Regions from separate parts of the Hordeum vulgare genome. Here region 2 is linked to region 1. Evidence: chromatin contacts called from public Hi-C data. All regions are on one chromosome and are shown on one strand. Each heading gives the region's core, a stretch centred on a gene start, on an enhancer-like site or on the middle of the called end of the contact. The rest is flanking DNA. Distances are from core to core; before and after follow the strand shown.

Region 1 (2,920 bases), core at 68-2,567:
AACCCGTGTCCTAGTCTACTTCTTTCTTTTACTATCTTCTCAAGGCATGAAACTTTTCATCTAGGCCTTCCGAGTAAGCCGACCCATAGGAGTCTCCCTCAACACGATCCATTGACGAGCCTTAAAAAATTCCACAGTCTATCTTCATCTCGACACGGTTGTGAGGTGCCCATAGCGCCATGAGGCCCTTGGATGGGTCATTTCATGAACCAGGTTATTGGATGGGTCATTTCATGAACCAGGTTATATACGTGGGGGACATCCCCAACACGTATGGAGGATGGTGTGCTCACGGATTTGGTTCTCCTGGGTTGGCTTTTTCTTTAGCAGATTTGTTTCGGCGGCTTTGTCTTATGGAGCAGAGAACGTGGTTATGCGTTTCGATACTCTGACTCTAATTCTAATCGATGAACGTTGGCCAATCTCATCCTCGTCGGGGATCTTATGCGATTTGTGTTTATTACGCAGATCATGGCCGGTCGGTTGCCAATGTTTTCTGGTCTACATCGACTACTTGCCGGCCGTTGCTTATACAAGCCCCCGAGTTTCAACAAATTTGCTTGGCTCGGACAAAGTCTAGAGGCAGCAATGAGCTATACTCATGATGCCATCGTGGATGTAGAAGGAAGAAGACGTCGACATTCCCAAGGATTTGGATGTATTTTTTAATTTTCTGTAAAATCGTTTTTGTAAGGATTTGTGCTATTTAATATATGACCTTTGGCTTTCTTGAAAAAAATGTGTGAAATAGGAAAAACTCAGGATTGTCATGTCATGACCACTTGAATTCTGCATGATTGGATTTGCACAAAAAAGCACTACATAGAAAATGATGAAAGGTCTCGTTGGTTCAAAATTTCTTTTTTACAACTTTTCTAATTACAAAACTGAAATGCTAAAAGAAAAATTCATATGCGAGTTTTTTTTGTGGCGATGACATATGATAGTTGTTTGATTTGTACTAGGAATGGAATTCAAGATTCGTTTCGTAAATCTATACCTACATCATGCTATTTTTTGTAGAAAAAATACTGATGTTTCTGCAGTTCAGTTTTAAATTAGATTTTCACTTTTGTAGAAAACTCTCATGTAACGAGCCGGCAACCGGAATCGACCTGCACCGCCGTGCGGCGCTGATGAACCACCGAGTCCGGAAGCCAATAATTGAGGAGGAGAGGAGCAGACGATTGGATCGGGGCGGCGCCGCTGGAATTCGAGTGCTCGATTAAAAAAAAAAGGGAAAAGGAAAGGAAACGGGCGGGGCGGAGGCTCCGCCGATGGAAAGGAGACGGAGGAGGTTACACGGCACACGGCCACGCGGCCACGCCGCGCGCGGGAGGGGAGAGGGAGAGGGAGAGCGGTGGGTGGCTGGCCTGACCTGACCTGGCCCCCCCGCACAGCGGCCTCGAGTGCCCACCACGGCACGGGCCGCACGACGCGGCGCCGTGCGGTGCGGTGCCTCCGCCCGTGCCATTACCCACCCCTTACCGCCGCGCCGCGCCGCCCCGCCCCGCCCCGCCCGCGACGCGACAAACCCCGCTGCAAGCAAAAACCACCACCGCATCTCGCACCGCACCGCCACGCCCCCACGCGGCTGCCGCGGCCGCTGCGCCTCCACAGCCGGTCGTTCCTTTCACCGCGCGGCCCACCCCACCCACGCCCGCCAGCGGGCGGGCGCCCGCGGCCCACCTCCACCGCACCGCACCGCGCCTCCTTATATGACCGGTTCCCCACCTCCTCCTCCTCCGTTCCCCATCTCCACCACCACCACCACCAAACCCTAGCCGCCGACGACCATGTCCTCCTCCTCGTCGCCCAAGCTCGATGACGCGCCCTCCTCCCCGGAGCTGCCCCCGCTGGCCGCGCCCGGCATCGCGGCTGCCGCCGCCGCCGCCGCCGCCGCGGCCTCGTCCGGCGGCGGAGGGGGCGGGGTGGGGCCGGGCGGCGGCGGAGGGAGGAGGCTGCCCCCGCCGTGCTGGACGCACGAGGAGACCCTCGCGCTCATCGAGGCGTACCGCGACAAGTGGGAGGCGCTCAAGAAGGGCAACCTGCGGGCGGCGGACTGGGACGAGGTCGCCGGCGCCGTCACCGCCCGCTGCGGGAGGTTCCCCACCGCCACCTACAAGTCGGGCGTCCAGTGCCGCCACAAGATCGAGAAGCTCCGGAAGCGGTACCGCGCCGAGCGGGGCCGCTCCATGGGGCGCTCCAAGGGGCCCAAGTGGCCCTTCTTCCCGCTCCTCCACGACCTCGCCGGCGGCGGGGTGCCTGACGCCAGCCCCAACCCCATCATCAAGATCAAGCCCAGGGGGAACGCCATCCCGGCGTCCCCTTCCCCCGTGTCGTCCCCCTCGTCCGAGGACGCCGGGCGGAGCAGGAGCCTCCACGGCCTTATCTCCAACGGCGGGGGCGGCAGCGGACTGCGATTCACCATCCCCAAGGCTTCGCGCACCAAGCCGGGGGTTCCGCGGGATGCGAGGCTGGACCGGGACAGGAGCGAGGAGGATCCGGAGGCGGAGGCCATGGCGGAGGTGGCCTCAGCACTGAGGGCCGTCGGCCAGGGGTTCCTGAGGATGGAGGAGCGCAGGCTGGAGCTATCGCTCCAGATGGAGAAGGAGCGGATGGAGTCGGAGATGAAGCGCACCCAGGCGCTGCTCGACGCTCAGCAGCTCTTCGTCGAGGCGTTCCTCGGCAAGCAGCAGCCGCACCACAAGAAGGCCAAGCTGGTCTCATCCGCCTCTGCAATGGAGGAGGATTGAGGACTTGAGCAGCTCCGGCGCAGCCTCAGCTCAACTCCGTGTTGATGCCTACTGGCTTTGTTAGTTACTGCTGCTGCTCATCTCAGCTGATGACTTGTGATGTTTCTACTCTTCTTGTGTTTGGATGGTTGATTTAAGAAGGGCAAAGAATGTAGGTGTAGGAT
Region 2 (3,094 bases), core at 9-2,508, 200 kb before region 1:
ACAAGTATATGTTGTTGTTATAATCTATTTTTGTAAACTCTATTATAAGATGTAGTTTATGATTATATTATGTTTAATTTCATGCTTTACAAATATGGATAATTTATCCGCAGGTATCCGTCTATCCTATCGGGTAACAGGTATGGAAATAAATTTATATCCATTGGCATGTATAAATAAGGTGATGAATAAGTTTAGACGGACGGGTAAAGGTATGCGAAGGCTCCACTTGTATCTATATCATGCGGATGCCATCCCTGCTACACCTGCATTGCATGACACACAATGATACAAACACACTCCTGTTCATGTTCCAGAATATAGTACATATGTGCGGTGCATGCATCACCACAATGCAGAGGCCGGGGCTTTCCTTCATTTAAAAAAAATGCATGCATGGTGTTTGGAGCTTGGTTGATTAATTAAATAGTATTTGAACGGATTAAAAATATGTTTAAAACTAAAATACATCTAAATACTTTTACTTTTATGACAAGTATTTTCGGACTGAGGGAGTAGGAAGTATCATTTAAATCTCAATTTCACACTGGAAGAATCAATGAACTATTTACCGTGTCAGGCACTTGGTCGTTGTTTAGGCGAGCAGATACACCCCCTCGTCTCCGGCCGACGAGTTGGTCAGAGGTACGTTGCACGCGGCCGCGCAACCCGCGCGCCGGCTGCGGCACACACACGCACGAGCTCAGCGTGCGAAACGCCCTAATTTTCGGTGATTTCTCAGCGGACTGGAGAGCTAACGTGATACTACTACGCCCCGTATGCCGCCCAACAGCCTTGAAAACGACCGGCGGCCGGACCTCGCGAGAAATTTCTTCCTGCCGCGCACCTAGTTTAACTCCGGAGGCTGCTGCTCGGGTCAAGGAAGAGAGAGAGAGAGAGAAAGAGGCCGTGAGCCCGACACTTGCGGTCTGCCAGTTAAGGCGTGGTCGCCGAGAGATCTCGCCAGAGTTTCGGCCGTCGTCGAGGGCACGCACGCACGCACGAACGACCGGGGCCTGCTGTCTGTCATGCATACGAGCTGTCAACCGTGACACGTACGCCATCCAGTCCAGGCCCCAGAGTCGTTTACCAGCAGTCCGGCTGTTTCACCACAGGTAGTACGGTGCCGCTACGTTATCGCCGCCGCCGCCGACAAATTTATTCCACCTGTGCACAGCAGCAGCAAGATACTATCTATCAAAGCGCCTTCCCACCCACGAATACCTCTCGCGTCCGCTTCACTTTCCCTCCAACCCCTTTATATCCACCACCACCACCCCCCACCTCACCTCCCGCTCTCTCCCCCCTCCCTCACCTCCACCTCCAAGACCCCAAGCTGGCTAGCTACAGCAGCAGCCGAGGAGGTCAGGCAAGAAACTGAGGGAGCGACGATGACGATGGCGGCGGAGGACCAGGCGGCGGTGCCGCGGGTGGTGTCGATCCTGTCGGCGCTGCTGGAGCGCGTGGCGGAGCGCAACGACGTCGTCGCCGCGGTGGAGCGGCGCATACGGGACGTGGAGGAGGACGACGACCAAGGAGAAGACGGCCGCAGGGAGACGACGAGTATGAAGAAGAAGGCGGTGTCGGCGTTCCAAGGTCTGACGAAGCCGGCCATCTCCGTCGGCGGCTACCTGGAGCGCATCTTCCGGTTCGCCGGCTGCAGCCCCTCCTGCTACGTCGTCGCCTACATCTACCTCGACCGCTTCCTACGCCGCCGTCCCGCCCTCGCCGTCGACTCCTTCAACGTCCACCGCCTCCTCATCACCTCCGTCCTCACCGCCGTCAAGTTCGTCGACGACATGTACGTATCATCCGTCCATCCCATCCCAGCTCATGCAAATTCGAAACTTCGGCCCCAAATTAACCACGAACAAACACCGAATTACACCATCCGCATTCATATTTCAGCAAGTAGGATATATCAAACCGATCTACTACCACTGGATCGGATAAACCGAACCATAATTGAGGTCGTTCGGTGCAGAAGAACGATCACTTAATTGAGGTGGTAGATTAAATCCGCAGTCCAATTGGGCTCCGAGTGTGATCTGATCTGACTTTGCGATCCCTTTGTCGTGTCGTGCCGAGCACACGACCGACCGACCGACCGACCTCACGGACCGCCTATAGCTGTGTGTGAGTACCAGCCATGGGGTGGCCCGGCCGGCCGGCCCGCTCGTATTTTTTCCCACCATTATTTGGATTTCCAACTGGCACGGCACGCCACCAACCGGGGCCAGAGCTATTGCCGTCTCTAGCTGGTCACGAGGACAGCTGAGCAATTCGACGTCTTCGCCATGCACCACCGCATGCAATTCACTTCACCGTTGCTGTCGAAACAATCTTAGCTTAGCTGTTGTTGTTGAATGTTGATGCGTCGATCGCGCGCAAAGCTTTGGCGTGTGCTCCAAGAGAAGAACTGATGAAATGTGCGTGAATGCAGATGCTACAACAACGCCTACTTCGCGAGGGTGGGAGGGATCAGCCTGATGGAGATGAACTACCTGGAGGTGGACTTCCTCTTCGGCATCGCCTTCGACCTCAACGTCACGCCCGCCGTCTTCGCCTCCTACTGCGCCGTGCTGCAGACCGAGATGGCCTACCTCGAGCACCCGCCGCCGTCCATCGACGCCGTCTCGCCCACCAGCTTGCTGCAGCACTGCTTGCCCGACCAGGAGGTCGACGCAGCCGCCACCGCCGCCGCCGCCGCCACCAAGGCCGGCTGTCACCGACACCAGCAGCAGCTCACCGTTTGATCCATGGAGCTCTTCATCTCCCTCTCTCTCTCTCTCTCCCTCTTTTTGTCCCTGCGGTGTCAACTATCTTGGGCTCTCTTTTTTTTTCCTTTTCTTTTCTTTTTACCGTTCTTGGTACATAGGTGTTGGTTAGTTAGGATGGATTTCGCCATTGTTGGAAGGATCGGTCATGAATGGAAGAACGGATGGATCGGATTGAGATTATGCGTGCCCATTGTTTAAGGAGCTGAGATGCTGCTAATCTAATCTGTTATCTGTGTGACTGTGTGCATGTGAGTCACAGCACACTGCATCTGCATGCTTTGCTTGTCTCCTGTTTGTTCCTTTCCACTGCTCTT

Evidence for each region. Hi-C and Micro-C count contacts between places; a contact is called where the count stands out from the background.
Region 2: a contact with region 1 is called in a Hi-C map of seedling, with 4 times the contacts expected there. The contact joins the promoter of LOC123411641 here to the promoter of LOC123439147 in region 1. A contact is called at or near these places in 2 of 6 Hi-C or Micro-C datasets (leaf and seedling).

Annotation. Positions count from the first base shown.
Region 1 is chr1H:383,184,683-383,187,602 of MorexV3_pseudomolecules_assembly, reverse strand. It overlaps LOC123439147 (trihelix transcription factor ASIL1-like), which reads left to right and starts at 1,317. Exons shown (of 1, transcript XM_045115895.1): 1 at 1,317-2,920. The coding sequence starts at 1,797. The coding sequence ends at 2,756.
Region 2 is chr1H:383,388,917-383,392,010 of MorexV3_pseudomolecules_assembly, reverse strand. LOC123411641 (cyclin-P4-1-like) reads left to right here and starts at 1,258. Exons shown (of 2, transcript XM_045104606.1): 1 at 1,258-1,801; 2 at 2,444-2,960. The coding sequence starts at 1,392. The coding sequence ends at 2,756.